Regions from separate parts of the Urocitellus parryii genome. Here region 2 is linked to region 1. A link is a contact called in public Hi-C data. All regions are on one chromosome and are shown on one strand. The core of a region is the stretch at or near the end of the contact, and the rest is flanking DNA. Distances in the headings are between cores, read along the strand shown. Region 1 holds the start of Lactbl1 (lactamase beta like 1). Region 2 holds the start of Htr1d (5-hydroxytryptamine receptor 1D).

Region 1 (4,287 bases), core at 1,074-3,573:
GAGACTAGCACACAGTAGGCCTTCAGTAAGAAGGACTACTATGTGCTCAGCACTGTTCCAGGTTATTTACAAACATCACCTCATTTGATCCTTGCAATTGAAGACGAGCAATTAAGATATGCTTTTGAACTTCACATTGTCCTGTAAGTTGAGAGTCTTGGGTTCCAATCTCAGCTCTACCTCCTAAATCCACCAATCTGGTAAGTCCCTCATATCTCTGGGCTTCCGCCTCTTCAATTGTTGAAGAAGAGGACTGGACTACTTGTGAAGAGTTTATTTAGTTATTTTTGTGGTGCTGGGGATGGGACCCAGGACTTTGTGCACACAAGGCAAGCACTCTACCAACGGAGCTCTGTCCCCAGCCCAGGAGTTTGTTTTTCCATCTGGAAATCTCACTGAATTTCAAAAGAATCGTCCAGCTCCAGAATTTGGTATTCATGCTGAAGCCTTCTTTTTTATTTCCCCAGTGCTGGGGATGATTGAACTCAGGGCCTTACTCATGCTAGGCAAGTATTTTACCACCAAGTCATTATTTATTTTTAATTTTCAAAGATAAGATCAACCCAAATGTCTGAACTGGGGAATAATAAACAAATATGCTATGTCCATACCATGGAATACTACACAGCAGTGTAAAGGGATGGACTTCTGGTATGTGCAATAATATAGATGAATTTCAAATGCATGACACTAAGTGAAATAAGCCAGACTCAAAAGGCTACAGACTATATAATACCACTTATACACCGTTATGGAAAAGGTCAGATTACAGGAAGATAAAACAATAGTTGCCTGGGACTGGGGCTGGGGAGGCTACACAAAAGCAGAAACTGGGGCTAGGGCTGTGGCTCAGCAGGTAGAGCATTTGCCAGACACGTGAGGCCCTGGGTTCCATCCTCAGCACCACATGCAAATAAATAAAATAGAGGTATTGTGTCCCCTTACAACCAAGTGTGCGTGTGTGTGTGTGTGTGTGTGTGTGTGTGTGTGTGTGTGTGTGTGTAGAGAGAGAGAGAGAGAGAACAGAAGTGAATTTGGGAGTTGGTAGAATCGTTCTCCAGCCCATGGAGGTGATTAAGAGACTGTATGCATTTGTCAAAACTCATAGAACTGTGTGGACTTATTGTTTGTAAATGCCTCGGTGTTTGTTATTGTTTGTTTTTAGTTTATTTTTGCAGTAATGGGAATTGAATCCAGAACCTCGTACATGCCGGGCAAGTGCTCTGCCACTGAGCTGCATCCCTGACCCTTGTGTTTGGAGACAGGGTCTTGCTAGGTGGCTGAGGCTGGCCTTGAACTTGTGATCCTCCTGCCTCAGCCTCTGAGGCAGTTGAGATCACAGGTGAAAAGCTCAGTTTTCGTAAAATGAGTCCATTAAAGACCCTGAGAGCCCTGGGAGTGTCCACCAGAGTGTCAGAGGAGTGACACCAGATGTAAGACTCCACCTGTCACTGTCACAGGTTTGCACAAAGACACTCCCTTTGAGCAGAAGCCAAGAGCAGCAGGTGCGGAGCCAGCAAGACCTGGGGTGCCCTCACCTCGCTCAGGCGTTGAGTGACAGCTGAGAACGCCAGGGCTGGGATGAGGCTCTGCGCTCGCTCTCTCCACCCCACCCACCTCCACGTGCAGCTGGGGGCTCTGCACCCCAATCTGCAGCCCTCCCTGGGCTCAGCCCCTGTCTTCCTCCAATTGCAGGATTTATCCCCGTGGACCCGGGGCGAGTCAGGATTTAGCCTTAAGCTGTTCACCAGCTGCCGCCTTTGGACTCCTCTCTCCCTGTCCCTTCCCGGCTGGAGAACGCTGGTGTGGGGCGGCCCCGGAGGAGCCAGGCCCTCCGCACGCAGCGCCCACTGCCCCTGCGGTCCCACACCAGTCTCCTTGGCCTCCTTGGCCCTCTCCTGGGGGCCCACTCAGACCGCCCGCTTTGTCCACTCATTCATTCCCTGGGCGGTGCTGGTTCCCAGGGCGGGTCCACACCACCCCCGGTCACCCTGCGCTAGCCACCGGGTGCACTGGGACCAGGGCCTGGGCCGGGTGAGGAAGGACTCTGCCCTCCCCAGCTGGGGACACAGGACTGCACCCCAGGGCATCTCCATTTCCCATCTGCCTCCTGGCGATCAGGCCAGGACAAGCCAGGCTGTGCGCAGGAGAGGCTGCAGGAGGGGTCGGCCTCTGGGTGGAGGGGACAGAGCTCTCCAATCCACACTGCTCCTGGACTAGGCCGGGGCTCTGGAAATGCCAGTGGTGGCCACGCAGGTGACAGGGGGTGGGCCACTGAGGGCAGTGCCTGAGGCCGCGGGCCTGGGCCTTACCTGGGTCTTCATCTCCCCCAGGCAAGGACGGTCCAGCTCCTGGAGGATTCGGGTCTAGGCGCCGGGAGCCCCGTGGACCACAAGCCGAGTCAGAGGAGCGAAGGCAAAAAGAGGTCGTGGGGGGCTGGGAAGGAGAGGAGGGGACAGGAGCTACTAGGAAGCCTGGCTTCGCCTCCCCGCCAGGCCCCCGCGCAGATGACCGATGTCTCTGTTTGCCCAGGGCCATCCTGATTTTAGCACTGAGTCCTACCTTCCCAGAGAGCCCTTCCTCGGTCACCAGCAAACTGGGAGAGCTGCCGCCAACCTGCCCCCTGAGTTCCTCCCCCCTCCAGCCTGCTCAGAGATAACCCTGCCAGGCCCCCGGGCACTGGCCAGGCTTACCTTCTTCCAGGAGGCCTGGGAAGGACAGGGCAGTTCAGGCCCCCCAACGTGATGCCCTGTGCTCCGGGGACAGGAGAGGCTTCCTGGGCTCCGAGGCCCTGCCCCAGCTCTCCAGGGACGGGCAGATGTGGCATCTGATTTCCCCGGCGCTAATCCCCCACCCGCACCCCAGCAAGCGCCTCTGCCAAGGGGATTAGTGCTGGGGTCCCCAGTGACAGGGAAGGGGAGAGATGGACGAACCACGTGACCAGAGATACTCTAGGATGGAGGTCAGACGAACAGGAACACTCTGTCCGGAAGGAGTCCCTGCCAAGCCCCAGGTGGAAGAGAGGTGGCAGGTGGCAGCTGCAAGGTGGGTCCCACAGGGCTTCCTGGACCCTGTCCCAACCCACAGCAGCTCCTCATGCATCTCTGAGGTTTGAAGCCTCGTGTTGAAACGTTCAGGTAACTGGGTTCAAATCCCGGTTCTGTCACGGCCTGTGACCCTGGGGGAAGCACAGTCTCTTTGTTTCTTCCTCTAGAAAGCAGGGGTCATAACAGTAACACCCCGGGTTGGAGTGAGGATTCCATTAGAGCATGCTTGTCGAGCGGGCAGCCCAGGACCTGGCACCTAGAAAGGGCTCCGAAAAGGTCAGCTTCGTGCTCTGACTTGGCTTCTATGCTCCACTGCTGCCCAGCCCCTGTGGAGAGAGAGATCTCGTGGACATTCTGGAATTGCACATCTATTGATTTTAGTTGACACCAAAGATCAATATACTTGCCTTGTTAGCCCTAGACAAGGCCGCGCGCTGGAATTACCTGGGGGTCTTTTTAAAACCACTGGTATTTGGGTCCCGGGTTCTCAGGACTGTAGCCCAGATATCACGATGTGTGCAGGGTCCTCGGTGACTCTACTGTGTACCAGGGTTGAGAACCATGGCCCCAGGCCCGTGTGCCTCCAACTTCACTGCACCTGGGACCCTCCAGAGGGTTCTGCTAAACTGCGGGTTCTAAGCCAGTGGTCAGGGGGGGACAGTCTCCGTTTCTGGCCATCTCCCAGGTGATGCTGATGCTGGCCTGGGGACCACACCTTTGAGGAGCAAGACTCCTTGGCAACTGATGGATCCCATCAGCGCCCTCATTATAATCTCCTTTGGCTGCGCTCAGAGCTGGGTTTGTGAACGGGCCGAGGCAAACCAGGACCTTCTGTGGCCCCCTTGTCCAAACAGCTGAATGATTTTTCTGGAACTCTATTTTGTGTGGCTGGTGAATCAGGCTCAGAGATGGGAAATGAAAGCTCACACAGCAGGTGTAGTGATGGGGATGGTGCTAGGACCCAGGCCTTTTCCATCCTACCTGGCTTCTGGGTTAGCTGTCACCGCAGCTCAGAGAGCCCTGTGCAGTCGGCCTCAAGGTCAAGGGTATTGACAATGTTCACACACAGAGATGAGTGCTTCCAGGGACTGTTGTCCCACGGAGCAGGTTTTATCCTGTCCCGTTTTACTTCCAAGGAAACTGATGCGTGAGGTCTCCAGGAAGTAGGCGGACTGAGATTTGGACCCAGGAGTCTCCCAGACAGGGGGGCCTCCGATCTTTTGTTCCCATCTGTGAGGTC
Region 2 (4,161 bases), core at 922-3,421, 190 kb after region 1:
TCTCATGCTCTTTATTTAATAAGACTCAACATCTTAAGGTCTCTATTGAGAACAGGATGTAAAAAAAAAAAAAAAAAGAATCCAGAAAAAAAATGAGAATGCTGTTCTGCTCAGAGAATGGTGGTGGGTCCAAAGCCTGTTGATCTGCATGAGTGGAGTGATCAGGAGTTTCAACCTCAGAACATTAACATGGGGCAGGGATATTGGGGGAGAAAGAAGGCTGAGGGGTAGTCAATCCAGTCCCCATCATCCCATTCCCCTATCCCTACCTTCTGAGTTTCTCTCCAAGTCACTGGACTACTCATGGATGACAGGGAAAGGAGGATGTTGTAGAAGACATTCTTGGGCATTATTTTCTTTTTGGTAGTGGGGGTTGAACCTAGGTGTGCTTTACCACTAAGCTGCATCCCCAGCCCTTTAATTTTTTTTTTTTTTTTTTGAGACAGGATCTCACTATGTTGCTCAGGGCATCACTAAAATTGCTGAGGCTGACTTTGAACTTGTGATCCTCCTGCCTCAGCCTCCCCAGTGGTGGGACTACAGGTGTACGCCACCGGGCCCAGCCTGGGTATGGGTTTCTAATCAAGAAGCTACAGGGGATGGAGACTCCTCCATCCTGGCTCCAAATTCTCTTTCAATTCAGGCCATTAATCTTATCCTTCACTGAGCCCCCATAACAAATTTCAGATGGACACGGAAGCCTTCCCTCTGAGCCCAGGGTCTTTTCTACAGAGTCAGAGAGTTTCTCACCTGAATCCGGTGGGTCATGTGTCTTTCAACCCCGGAAGAACCACGAAAATATGAGGTCAGGGGAAGTCTTCATTCAGTCCTCTCCCCTTTCACCCAGTGGCCCAGCTTTGGGTGGCTCAGAAGTCAAGACCCAGGAAATAGAACTCAGAATAATTCTGTTGATTGACCCAAGAGATCATGAATCAACCCAGGTCCCAGGGGAGGAGGGAAAAAAAAAAAAGTTTAAAAGACAATCCCAACGGAGTCACAGGACCCCAAAGATTGAACAAGAGTCGCCACCTAATGAGACTCGGAGGCCCTTCGGACGTGGACCACTTTCTGGAACGCGTGGCGGAAGTCTTCATTGAACACGGTGTAGACGATGGGGTTGATGAGCGAGTTGAAATAGCCCAGCCAGGTGAAGAAGTCAAAGAGGGCGGGGTGGAGCCAGCAGGCGTCCCGGCAGATGGGGAGGACCAAGGAGGCCACGAAGAAGGGCAGCCAGCAGACGATGAAGGCCCCCAGAATGATCCCCAGCGTCTTGGTGGCTTTCCTCTCCCGAGCAGCAGAAATCCTCTTGCGCTCCAGGACGCTGTCGGCGAGCCTGACCTTCACGTGGTTGAAGAAGAGCGGGGAGCCGGCCGCGTGCGAGTGGCCCTCGTGGAGACTGGGGTTGAGCGAGCAGAGCGAGGAGCCCGCGGAGCCCGTGATGAGCTGCGCCGTGGTGAAGCGCTTGCCATAGAGCGAGGGCGGGTTCAGGATGCGGCTCCTGGCGGCCAGGTAGATCCGGCCGTAGAGGATGATGAGCAAGATGGACGGGATGTAGAAGGCCCCGCAGGTGGAGTAGATGGTGTAGGAGATCTGAGACGTGTTCACCAGGCAGTCGGACATCTCCTCCTGAGCCTTGGCCTGCCGCCAGAAGAGGGGTGGGATGGAGATGCAGATGGAGATGACCCAGACCACGGCGATCATGGCAGCCGCGTGGCCAGCCGTCCGGCGCTTACTGTACTCCAGGGCGTCAGTGATGGCCCAGTACCGGTCCAGAGCAATGACGCAGAGGTGCAGGATGGAGGCGGTGCAGCACGTGATGTCAGAAGACACCCAGATGTCACACAGGATTTGGCCAAAGTTCCAAGTGCGGGTAATGGTATAGGCGATGCTGATGGGCATGACCAAGATGGAAACCAGGAGGTCAGTGGTGGCCAGGGAGCCAATGAGATAGTTGGCCGGGGTGTGCAGCTTTCTGGTGTGCAGGATGGTGGTCAGTACAAAGGCGTTGGACAGGAGGGTGGCCAGCGTGATGATGGAAAGGACCACGGCCAGGGAGATCTTGAGCGCCTGTAGGATCCCTGAATCCCAGGCCTCCGGGGTTTCCGTGGTGTTCAGGGATCTGTTGGAGGCCTCCTGGAGAAAGCCTTCTACTGACTGGTTGGGCGGGGCCATGCTAGGTGGCTCGCTCTCCTTGCAGACTTCCACACACAAGGCTCCTTCTTTCCCAGTCGCCTGGCCTACAGAGTAAGGTCATCTTTTGGCTTCATGCTGGTAGGGGCCATCCATCAGAACAGACCACCTTGAAAGGACCTGCAGACTTGGCTAGAACACCAAGGCCAGGTGCAGGGGTGCACCCCTGTAATCCCAGCAGCTTGGGAGGCTGAGGCAGGAGGATCGAAAGTTCACAGCCAACCTCAGTAACTTAGTGAGGCCCTAAACAACTGAGTGAGATCCTGTCTCAAAATAAAAAATAAATTAAAAGGGCTGGGGGTGTGGCTCAGTGGTTAAGCACCCCTGGCTTCAACCCCAGAACCAAAAAATAAAGAAAGAAAAACCAAATCGACTCCTAGCTGGTAGTTATAGGTCTTTCCTAAAACAGATGAATCCTGACATGTCTGGCCATTCTGGAACTTTGCCCAGCAGATGGTGCAGCCCAGTGGACACATGCTGAATTTGTTAGACAATGATCAGGGTCTCACAGAAGTGTGGGCAGGGCTCTGGGATTCTGGCTTTTGGCATTTTGGCTCTTTTCAAAGCTGGAGACATCAATGTGTTGAATAAAAGCTTCAAAATTTCCCCATCCCTGATCAGAGAAGGTTCTGGAGTTTTTAAAACTAGACTCAAAAAGAAGCATCCGCTGAGTCAGAGAGACAGTAAATCAGCCGTTCGGTTCCCCCAGATTGATCTTGACACATCCTGAGGGACGCTTAGCTTTGGTTCTGGTTCCACTGAATGTTTTGAGCCTGAACAGACAGAACATTCCTGTTACCAGGACAGAAGAATGCAGGAGCAGGAAGTGGCGAAACACACGGATCACTGTGGGTTCATCCTGAGGGCCGCATGTTCAGGAGCTCTGGGCTTTAAAAAAGAAAGAAGTGAAGAGTTAGGTTCTAGAAGGACAATTCTGAAAGCTGAAATTATCAGGTAGAAGGACACTGTCTCTAAGGCTGGCAACAGTGACCTGAAACTGCCTTTTCAAAGGTGTCAGAGCAGAGGGTGATATGCCCACCCCCAGGATTCCCACAGGGGACAAGGTATCACAGAGCTGGAAGTATCGCAGGCTTGTTGCAAGTATGAGAAATCAGTTCTGTAAATCATGAATCAGAAAGAATCAGAAAACATCCTTCTATTTACTCAGCAATGAAAACAAGCCAAACCAAACTGTGACAGGGAGAGAAACAAAAGCCACCAGAAAAAACACCAGCTCGCCACAATGTATTTCCCAAGGGAGTGTATGTGTGTGTGTGTGTGGGGGGGGGGGTGACATTTTTTATATTCATTTGAATTTTCCAAATTTTCTGGAGGAGCATGAATGACCCTTAGAACAAACAAATAAACAGTCAAAAAAATAACAGAATACTTTTTTGTTAAGCAAAGACGTGAACTGCAAACATTTAAATCCCTGGGCATTTTTGTGATGAAAGTTCAAGTCCAGAAAATACATTTGAATTTTTTTGGGGCCGGTTGGGTACTAGGGATTTAACCCAGGAATGCTTGACCACTTTAGAATTTATCTACACACACTTGAAAACATTTGATCATTAGGATTATATATGAATTTGTTTCATAGTTTGAATATTTTTCAACCACGTATCTCAAAGATTCCATCCATCACCCACTCCCACCACATCATCCTTTTCTTTTTTACCCCTTGATAATGGGGATTGAACAGAGGCACTTTACCACTGAGCTACATTTCCAGATGTTTTTATTTTTTATTTTTATATATATATATATTTTAATTTTTACACAGTCTTCCTAAATTGCCCAGGCTGCCCTTGAACTTGTGATCTCCTGCCTCAGCCTCCTAAATTGCTGGGATTGCAGTCATGCGCCACCATGTCCAGCCTCACCTCATTCTTAAGAACAACATCTTGTTCCTGGCTAAATTCAGGAAAAGTCTGGGAAGGCTAGCATTCCTGATAGTTAAAGGGGCAAGAG

What was found. A called contact is a pair of places that touch in the nucleus more often than the background predicts.
Region 2: a contact with region 1 is called in a Hi-C map of muscle, with 6 times the contacts expected there. The contact joins the promoter of Htr1d here to the promoter of Lactbl1 in region 1. A contact is called at or near these places in 2 of 2 Hi-C or Micro-C datasets (liver and muscle).

The regions. Positions count from the first base shown.
Region 1 is chr11:13,714,233-13,718,519 of mUroPar1.hap1, forward strand. It overlaps Lactbl1 (lactamase beta like 1), which reads right to left and starts at 2,324. Exons shown (of 7, transcript XM_026403638.2): 1 at 2,313-2,324. The coding sequence starts at 2,324.
Region 2 is chr11:13,907,529-13,911,689 of mUroPar1.hap1, forward strand. It overlaps Htr1d (5-hydroxytryptamine receptor 1D), which reads right to left and starts at 2,172. Exons shown (of 1, transcript XM_026403580.2): 1 at 1,030-2,172. The coding sequence starts at 2,172. The coding sequence ends at 1,030.